Linked DNA regions of Mus musculus: regions 1 and 3 are each linked to region 2. The links are chromatin contacts, called in public HiChIP or PLAC-seq and promoter capture Hi-C maps. All regions are on one chromosome and are shown on one strand. The core of a region is the stretch at or near the end of the contact, and the rest is flanking DNA. Distances in the headings are between cores, read along the strand shown.

Region 1 (3,266 bases), core at 174-2,673, 900 kb before region 2:
TTTCCCTACTATGCAGGGTATCTTTTCACTCAAATGTTTCCTTTGCTGTACAGAAGCCTCTCAATTGTGAGAGCTGCCCACATTAGCTACCGTGTCACTGTTACTATAAAATGAGCAGGAAAGGCACCAAGGAGAATGGTTTATTCTGAGTCACAGTTGGACAGCCCTGTGTCCCATGATAGGGAGGCCGGTCAGCTCGGGTGAGGCAGCTGGGCATATGCATTCCGTTAAAAGCTGAGCACCAAAGTGTTGCAATTTCATCAGGATATTTGATTAGGTCTTTACAGCATGTTCCTCGTACAACGTTAAGAACAACAAATATTTTTACCAATACTTATTGCTTAACATCTATAATTTTGTCTTGCGTAACCAATGAAAACAATTAACTATTCTTTTTATTTTTAGCATGAAGCTACTATTAAAGCCAATGAAAGGTTACACAGTAAGTTTGTATTCTAACTTCAAAACACAAAAGTTGTAATGTTTTAATAAACACAGGATTGTGGGATTAGGGTTCCGACTTTTGAATTATTCTGCTTTAATCTCTGAAAACTGAACCCGTACAATTATATATTAACTGGGAGGAGGCAGGGATAAGCCTGAGGCGGCAATACTTCAGACCATACCCTGCCTCTTTTCCCTTTATTTCCATATGCATACAGATAAAGCCGCACAGGACAAATTCAGGTCCATTTTGAAAATTGAGATTTTTTTAAAAAGTGTATTTTCCCTTTAGAGCTTTAAGGTCCCCACCCCACCCCCCTTGAGCTCGTTCCTTTACACAGGTGTACGTTTTCACACTGAATGGTGACTACTATGCAGGACGAAACTCCTCCAGCTTCGGACAAGCGCCGCTGCACTCGAGTTTTGAAGGCAGTCCAGCATTCGCCGCCGCCGGCAAGGGAGAGCTCCGCAAGCTTTTTGACACCTCGTTAACGGACCCCTGAGGGCTAGGTCCCGCTAATCCTTGCCTAAGCAGGAAAAGGACCGTTGACAGCTCAATTATACCGAGTCGCCACCTCCCTGAGCCCAACAGTCCTCGCCTCTTTGCAGCCACCATCCGCGGCGCTGTGCAAGTTCAAGGCCCTCCCGCCCCAAACGGCGCCTGCGCGAAACCTCCGCTAGTCAAACCCGTCCTTAGAGCAGTCGAAGGGGACCGTTTTAAAGTTACTGGAAGGCTACGTCTCCGTTTTTAAAAAAAATGAAGAAAAAAATAAAGAAAAATAGGTATGACAGAACACACTAGAACGACCACTCACCGAAGTGGTCCTAAGTGCAAACGGCAGGTTTTTAACTCTCCTCTCGCGATTTATCTGGTGCTACCGGAAGCGGAACTGCCGGGGGTCGGAGTTCTGGTGGCGCTTGTGGAACAGGAAGGCTCAGGCGGGTCGTTGGTCCGCCGGAAACTGTTCCGGCCGGTGCAGTTTCCGTGGGAGCCCTGTGGAGGGCGGGCAGGGAAGAGGCGTGTCGGAGGCTCCTGAGGTGTGCCAGTGCCAGCGGTTCCGCGGTGGCCGGCGAGGGAAGCTTCAGGTCCACGCCTCCGAGAGCCGCCTCGGCACAAGCGTCCTTCCCTCGCCCCCGCAATTAAAGGGGGAGGAACCGAAACCTGGATGGGCTCAAGCATCTCCCGCAGATCGCTTGCTGCCCGCAGCCACGGCAGGTGAGGACCGGGAGAGGCGACATCTCCGGCAGCCCGAGGCTCGCCGCCGCCTCCAGGTGTTTGCTTTGTCTCTGCTCCACGGTGCGGATGCGGGACACGTGGTCTTGCAAGAGCCACGGACAGTCGCGGAGGGCAGCGTGCTTGTGGACGAGTGACAGAACATCCCCAGGGTCCCTTTCAGGCTTGATTTCTCCTCCGCTTCCCGAGTCGCTTCCTCTTTTCATTTCTAGAGTTTGAAAAGCCCGAAATTGCAGTCCCGCTAGTTAGGGAGCTACCCACGTTCGACTTGTATTTGGATCTCCGTTCACCGAGGGGTGCGCCGTTGTTTGGCTTCTTCTGTGGGGAGAGGTGTCTGTTTCATTCCCTATCCTTTGCTCTGCTTGTCTTTGCTTTCCACACCCACTTCCAAAGAACAAAAGCACTGTGTGTGTGTGCACAGCGGCGTTGCAAGGTAAGAGACGAGGTTGCAGGTCAATGCCGCACCCGCGCCTTATCGATTACACAGCGTTGCGTCCTCCCATGTAGATAGTGACCTTTGGATCTCATCCTGGAGGTTCTGGACAACTTCCTGAGAGTTACCATTCTTGAGGTTTGTGGTAATGGTCGTTTTGCTTTTTGCGTCCTGGAAGACACAGAAGTAGGAAGCATGGCTGACTTAAGCATTAGCCTATACCGGGGCAGGATTTTGTTTCACTATTACAGTTTTTTTTTTCTAACTGAAACCCGTGGTTTTTGAGCAATAATATAACGATAGCTGATATTAGTGTGTAACAGTACCACATGGTTTGCACATATATTGTCATTCATCCTTTCAAGAGGCTCGTGAAGGTTGTTAGGTTATTATATTTTTAAGCCGGAAAATGGAAAGTTAGTGAGGTAGTGGAACTTACCCTGGTTACATTTTGCCACAGGAAAACCTTTGAGTGTTTACTAGAAACTAGATCTGAATCCAGCATCTGTATTCTATTGTCCTGCCATTGCTCTTGTTATTCCAGTTTCTTCACTAACTATCAGAGGTTATGCATCCATAGTGTGCTTGTGTATATGTGTGTGACAAATGACAGTCGTGATCTTTCTGCAAATTCTGTATGTGCTGTAGAATTACATATTTCAGACTGTCGAATGTATTTTCTGCAGCATAGGCTATTTTTTGAAAAGGCAAGTGGAAAAACTGATGACTAGAAGGCTCATAATTGTACAATGCTTGCTATCTCAGTTTTTAGGTAATTATAAAGGTATTAAATTTAACAATTGATAGACTATTGAATCTAATACTAGGCATAAGAGTAGTTCATTTAGTTTTTCTGATAATTTGAAATGTTTGATAATTAGAAACAAAACCCTGAGCACTCACATCATTGTCAGGTGTGAAACAGATCATTGGGAAAGGTACGTATGGAGCACAAGGAGACAAAAAGGTTAAGAAATGTGTTTGGGGTTTGGTAGATGCATGAGAAGAGTCTGGGAAGCATTCTTTGAAGTCTTCCAGTTTATTTCAGGAATAGGAACTACCTCTAAAATGGCAATAAAATCCAAACCAAAAAGCTAACTCAGCAGAAAGGTAAATTCCAGGCAGAAATGCTGACTCAGCAGAAAGAGGTATACC
Region 2 (3,311 bases), core at 540-3,039:
TGAGAATGAAGAATCCTTCTTAGGTTTACACTCCATTCGTAGAGTATACGTGTCCTGCTGCTACTATACTCGTCTATTTAAATTTACAACAAGGGTAACCACATCTCATCAAATCCAGCTTTTCTGGAATACTTCCTACTTCTCAGAAAATAAGATGATATCTATTTATACCGATGTCTATTTTAAATCCAATTCTTTTGGAAGAGGGCTAGGAGGATTATGTATCATAGCTAATTCCCCCAGAATCTGACATTTAGAACTTCTTATGTTCAAAACCTCGTATCAGTGAAGCATGAAGTTTTTGTTGGTGAGACAGGCTCTTTCTATGTAGTTCTAGCTGTCCTAGAACTCACCATTGTAGACCATGGTGCCATTGAACACAACAGAGATCTGCTTGCCTCTGTATCTCAAGTACTAACGCACTGGGCTAAGTATTTGTTTTGATCTTTGAGAATGGCTATGTAATAATCTAACCATTACATGTAGGCTGAGGTAATTAAAAGACAGATAATGAGATAGTGCGAAAACTAAGTTCCAGTTCCCTACATGAATTGTCAGTGTGCTGCCTTGGGAGGGATTTTGGTTCTCCTTGGGGCACAGATTCTTCAATGTGTGAAGCGTATGTAACAGCAATTACACTCACTTAAAGGCCAATAACAGTGAACACAGCAGTCCTTACCTCTCTCTGCTCGTCCAGGTCCAGTGGCAATCCAGACTACTTTTTGACTCCTCAAAGTCATATATGTGGCTTACATCGCAATCACTCAACTCACTAAGTACAAAATTTACAATCCCCCCCCCCAAAAAAAAGATTTTATAAGAGAGAATTTATGGTATTCTTATAGAGTACTCTGTGTATGCATTCTTAGGGATTGCTTCCTATTGGGCTGTGAGCAGCACAGTGTTTGAGGTATTTGCCAGCTTGTCCTGGTGAGTAGACTCTTCCAGACTCCCAACAGTGTTTAGCATACGGGAAATAAATACATCCTGATGATCAGTGACTTAGTAAATAAAGAGACTGGAATGAGTGTCAATCATAAAATTGTATCAATGTTTTCAATCAGTTTTCTTGTTTCATATTGCACATTTTTTACATAATGTTCATCACTTTCACCAGAGAATGCCATGGATGTGTTTTCAAAGTTTTGTCATTCCTTCAGTTTGGAGAAACTAAAACTAAAAGGAAGGCTATGTTGCCTTGTGAATGTAGCTGATGAGGAAAGATTTGTTTCTAGGAAGGTTGGCAGGTAAAAGTACTATTATTGTTTTCATGGAATTCAAAGCAGTATACCTGAGTGCAGCCTGATTCTGGGAGCAGAGGACTCTTGCTTCAAATTAGCAGCAGAGGAAAAAGCAAAGGCAGGTCTTCCTGAAAGGTCTCCTGATGCAACGGTGTTTGCAGTTTTCATACGCCTACCCAGGGGGAACGCTGGCCCACTGACTCCCACAGTCTCTGCCACTTCCTGGTCCCTGGGCTCAGAATGAAAAACAAAAAACAAAAAACCGCTGTGCTGAGATCCCTGAAAGTGGCGCCCTCGCATACGAGATAGTGTCGCCCTGTTCTCTCACCTGGCGGAGGCCGGGTCTCACTCCCACACAGAGCATTGTGGTTGTCGCTTGGGGCGACCGGTGTAGAGCAGAGCAGCGCTGACACCTCGAGGTGCCTAGGTCCCGGAGGTCCGGGAGTGTCCGGGTAGCTGCGGTGACCGTGCAGTGACAGATGGGGAGGGCCGGGAGGCGGAGACTAGTCCGGCCTTAGGGCGCTGTCACCTGCCCAGGGGCGGAGCCAGAAAAGAAACCAGCCTTTGCCGATCGTACTCACACAGGAGTCTAGAGAACCTTTCTTGACCATGCAGGGCTCCAAAGGAATAGAGAACCCGGCTTTCGTCCCTTCCAGCCCAGGCACCCCACGCCGTGCGTCTGCTTCGCCCTCCCAGGTGGAGGTCTCTGCTGTGGCCTCCAGGAATCAGAATGGGGGTTCGCAGCCTCGGGAATCTGAGGAGCCTCAGAAGTCAACTGAGCCATCCCCGCCTTCTTCGAATCCCCCAGCTTCTGATGAGCCGCCGGGGTCACAGCTAAGCGAGCTTGAGGAGGGACCTTGCGGGTGGAGGGGCTTTCACCCCCAGTGTCTCCAGCGCTGCAACACCCCCCAAGGCTTTTTGCTTCACTACTGTCTCTTAGCCCTAACGCAAGGTAAAGTCCAGCGCCAGCTTCTGGGGGTCTTTGGCTGAGCTGATGGTTGGGTGGGGTCAAGCTTGGGGAGAGAAAGAGGCAGGTGCAGGGGAACCCACCAACTGTTCGGGTCTTTGACTCTGCTCTAGGTAACCCCCCACCCCCACTTCCCCATGCCTGGGTTTGGAACTTGAAGACGCTCTTGCCTGCGGGTGTTCGCTCTTGCCTGCGGGTGTTCGCCACATTCTGAGTGGTCCATATTTTAACACACCTCCCCCCTCCCCCTTAGCATTTTTACTAATTTTGTGTTCTGCCTCATTTTAGCAGAGTGGATTCCTCTAGGGAAGGTTCTGAGAATCCTCCTTTGGGAAAACGATAAGTCATAGTCTGTGTTTTAAAACCCTACTATCTAACTGAGATCTAGGGAAGGGATTTGTTTATTTGTTTGTTTTTACAGAGGGAGGATTAAAGGCTTTGCAAATAGGAGTGGACTGATTTTCCAAAAGGAGGAACGAGGATAGAAGTACTTACATTATGTAGCGTAGATTAGATGTAGGTAATCTTATTTTCTCGATATTTGAGAATGTGGGGACAAGCGCAGTCCTGTGAGTAAATGAGAGAAGGCTTCCAGCTGTGCAGGGTGAACCTTAATCAGCTCTTCAGTCTCAGGAGTTATCGAGTGTCTGTTTGTTCTAGGAGCCCTTTTAAACTCCCTTGGGACTAGCAGATTAAGCCAAGATTTATCCCCCCTGGAGTTTACAATCTAAACGGAGGTTCCTTGAGTGTGGTGGAGGGAGCGAGGGAGGTGTTTTTTGAAAAGGAAGCAGAAAGGAAGAAGTTGAAGTTGCTGGGTTTGCTTTCAACTCAAGGGATAGAATGAAGGGGAAGTTCTTCTAAGAAGACTATCTGAGGAGGGATGGGCTAAAAGTGGAACAGTTTGAAGGACCTGATGAAATTTAAGTTGAATTTGGTATGCAGACATTTTTGGTATAATCCCAAACTTTTTGTAATAGTCAAGGATAGGTTGAAAGGAATGAAACCCAAGAGTCAGTGGAGGGTTACTGGAAATGTTTCTCTGCTAAATTAATAGAAAACTAAATTGAAGTCTCTCATCTCCTGTTCTTATTTTATTTCTGTTT
Region 3 (3,127 bases), core at 48-2,547, 760 kb before region 2:
TTTCTTTTCCTCCTCCTCCTCCTTTTCTCTTTCTTTGTACACAACTACTTAACAAACTGCAACCAACCATCAACCCGCCATGCCTCTTGGGGCCCTAGCATGTATATACCCTTTGGAAAGTTCCAAGAATTTCAAATGTCACATATTTACAGAAAATATTTACAGTTGGCAAAATCATGCCCCTGCTAGATCATGAGAAAATCATAGTCGCCTGTTGTGAAGCAGCCCCATATCCCCACACCTGGGATTAAAATGAAAACATCTCACTCCACATGTGTTTAGGGGAAAATGCAGAATGACCTTAGAGAATGACCTTTCTTTCAGACAATATGTTTTATAGTGGGCATCAGAAGCCCTAAGCTGCTCGTTTCCCTCATATTTTGGTGTAACTGTAGGTTAAGTTCTTCTAGGTCCCGTCTTCTGGGTCTTCAGTTACTAACTTGGATGGTGTAGTATCCTGCATGTTATTTCATGATAGACACCCTTTATGATTATAGCTTTAGAAATGGGAAAACAGTTTGGAACCTCATGGCAGAGATCATGTGATGAGCATTGACGTTTTTCATACATTGCTTCCACAGTGGTTAGGGATTTGTTTGCTATGTGATTTCCATCCTATCTTGTGGGATCTGTTTGCTGTGATTCCTCATTCTGCCTAATGAATACCTGATAACCTAGCAGCTTCATGAGTTTGTGCCTTAAGATGCTTATTTTGACAGTAAACAAATCTCTCTAAAAATATTTACCTAGGGATTTTATTTTCTTTTTACTCCTCAGTCATACAAGGAAAAATAGTACTATTTTGATAAATATAACATTATTTTCCACGTTAAAAAAAATGAAGCATTTTAGGTCTGTTTTGTCACAAGGGAAACTACTTTCCCTTTGACATACAAAGGAGAACAAAGTTAAATTTAGTAGATGATCTTAATGCAGACCATGCTGCAAACTCGTAAGGACAGCTATTTTCCAATTTGAGTTCTCTAAATGGGACAGTCAGCGTAGGGAGACGTGGTCAGCTGGAATGAATGGACGAAAACAGCAGTGACCTTTGCGTCCAGGGAAAGACATCACTCTGCTTCTGGCTCTTCACAGCTTCTGCGTTTGTGTTTGTAATGTATGGATGAACCTGAAAGTTCATCTCTAATCTTATTCCACTGGGAAATGGCAGAAATCCTAAGCAGCCCAATGATTCAAATTTAAATTTGCTATGCAGGAAAGGTTAGTAATGCCTTGTTCCCAGGGACAGTCTTAGCTCAGCAGGCAAGGCTTCTGATTAAAATTCCCTTTGAGAGCTGCTGATTTGTGTGATTGGAAAACCAAATAGGTCCTTAATCACCTAGATACGATGACATCATTGGGAACCGTAAACTGTCCAATAGATGAACGTTCTCTTCCAAGTATCAGCTTCATTTTGAAACTCGAACAACAGAGAACCACATTTAACAACAGCTATTTATAGTTGGATGATGCAAGACCTCTGCTCCTATAATTCCTGTTGTTCTCCGAAAACAAAGACCCATTAAACTGAGAGGGACAGTGATCTTGTGATGCATCTGTGCTTTAACTGTGTGAGTAGGGTGGGAACTGTAATGCAGTTAGTGTCCTTGGCACCTGACTTGATGGGGTGCTGGGATGGGATGCTCTGCTTTTGAGAAAATGGGACTTCTGAGGTTGGTACCTACTTTTGCAATAAGAACCATGAGCCCGTTTGTCAGGTTAGTACACAGCCAACATATTTAGGTGAGGACAAGAGACAGATCCAATGAATTAGGTCTTCCCTTTTCCCACCTGTGAGACTCTTCTGAACAGGACGGTTTTGTTCTTGTTTCATCTCCATGTAGCTAAGACCTTTCCCGGGAAGTCCTAGATGAAAATATTTCCCTTCATCAAGAGGCTGCCATGATGCTGAGGGCTGTCTGACATCGTACTCAGCAGACATTGTATTTTGGTATTAGATACTAGTTAGCAGTCATAGCTTGCTTTCTTTTCTTTTCCATTTGTATATATACTATGGTATCTGTGATGTTTCAGGTACGTTCAGAAGCTACAAGAAAGAAAGGAAAAAATAAAAAGACCAAGTTTATATACACATATTAAGTACATTTATAGTCTTTGAAATGACCCTGGGCAGTCCTGGTTTTCCTAGCTTTGCCAGGACACGAAGAATTCTGCAGGGACTGTGAGTATGAGTTTGTGGCTCCCCCCCCCCCTTTTTATCTCCTGAAAGACTAAAAGGGAATTTGAGGATACCTTATGGTAGTAAACACTGACATCTGGCCTCTGACCTCCCCTTCAGTGGGAATTCTGATAGGTGCTCTGAGAAGACACCTAATTATAGTTGGAGTTGCTACCAGTATTTAAAACTGCAAAGGGTAAGGGCGTCGTGAATGTGTGCTCTGAGCTTTATCTTCTCATGTGAAATGATAATAAATTATGCGCAAAGGCAGAACAGTGAGGAAAACGCAGTCTTATTACATTGAATTTAGAGGATGGCTAATTCTGATGGGGTTGAAGTGTTGCTCATCCTGAAGTAGGCATATTAGTGCTGGGAAAAGTCCTTGAGGCATGTGGCATGGAACTGTGACATTTACCTAGTAAGCTGCACTGAAGCATCTTGTACAGAGCTGGGGAGTGAGGGCGGAATGCCCGAGTGGTCTCACTGCTGATGCGTTGGCACTCATTACAGTTACGAACCTGAGAGCTGTCCTCAGTGGTTACTCTGGTGCTATAAAAGGCAGTGGAGATAGATTTCCTAAATAGTAAATCTCAAGTGGGTTGGGAAGGCTTCGAGGTCAAAATATGTACATTGAGGGTGTGTTTTTAAATGTCTAAATTGCACACTCCCCAGGAAGCAGCCATAACTGTGTGTGCACATTAGTGAAATAATTGAAATAAGGCATAAGAAGTGCTTAAGTAGGTTCGTAAGCAAAGCTAGGTCAGCGTTTATTTTCAAATGCTTGCATGGTCTAAGAAACTAAGAGCTATGATGAGAAGCTCATGGAGGGCGGGGGAAGCTTGATGACAGCTTGTGAACAAATAAACTGAGAAATAAAAAATCGGGACAAAGAAGAGCTAACTCTTTCTGGCTGAGTCCCAGGTGCAGTTTCACGTTTCCCAGGACCGT

The links. Promoter capture Hi-C pulls out the DNA fragments that hold promoters and counts their contacts. HiChIP or PLAC-seq counts read pairs in DNA pulled down with a chosen protein or histone mark.
Region 1: a contact with region 2 is called in a promoter capture Hi-C map of neutrophils, with 5 times the contacts expected there. The contact joins the promoter of Ppip5k2 here to the promoter of Slco4c1 in region 2. A contact is called at or near these places in 9 of 39 promoter capture datasets (cranial neural crest, embryonic stem cells, frontonasal cranial neural crest and 6 more), 1 of 484 Hi-C or Micro-C datasets (embryonic stem cells) and 5 of 115 datasets of contacts at active chromatin or transcription factors (embryonic forebrain, embryonic stem cells, pro-B cells and 1 more).
Region 3: an H3K4me3 HiChIP or PLAC-seq map of stem cell-derived neural progenitor cells shows a contact between it and region 2, with 4 times the contacts expected there. The contact joins the enhancer-like site here to the promoter of Slco4c1 in region 2. A contact is called at or near these places in 7 of 39 promoter capture datasets (cranial neural crest, embryonic stem cells, hippocampal neurons and 2 more), 4 of 115 datasets of contacts at active chromatin or transcription factors (embryonic stem cells and stem cell-derived neural progenitor cells) and 1 of 9 other capture datasets (embryonic stem cells).

Annotation. Positions count from the first base shown.
Region 1 is chr1:97,768,249-97,771,514 of GRCm38.p6, reverse strand. Ppip5k2 (diphosphoinositol pentakisphosphate kinase 2) reads left to right here and starts at 1,423. Exons shown (of 28, transcript NM_173760.5): 1 at 1,423-1,660. It overlaps Gin1 (gypsy retrotransposon integrase 1), which reads right to left and starts at 1,343. Exons shown (of 8, transcript NM_026250.3): 1 at 1,260-1,343.
Region 2 is chr1:96,870,649-96,873,959 of GRCm38.p6, reverse strand. It overlaps Slco4c1 (solute carrier organic anion transporter family, member 4C1), which reads left to right and starts at 1,789. Exons shown (of 13, transcript NM_172658.3): 1 at 1,789-2,193. The coding sequence starts at 1,851. It overlaps Panct2 (pluripotency-associated noncoding transcript 2), which reads right to left and starts at 2,834. Exons shown (of 4, transcript NR_131964.1): 1 at 2,704-2,834; 2 at 1,570-1,770; 3 at 1,292-1,475.
Region 3 is chr1:97,628,566-97,631,692 of GRCm38.p6, reverse strand. No RefSeq gene overlaps it. Among named protein-coding and RNA genes, the nearest start is that of Macir, 32 kb to the left of the region's middle. Within about 2 kb of position 1,297, at least 35 of the 459 cell types and tissues checked have an H3K27ac peak or open chromatin away from gene starts, as enhancers often do. A contact at or near this core is called in stem cell-derived neural progenitor cells, where this site is marked.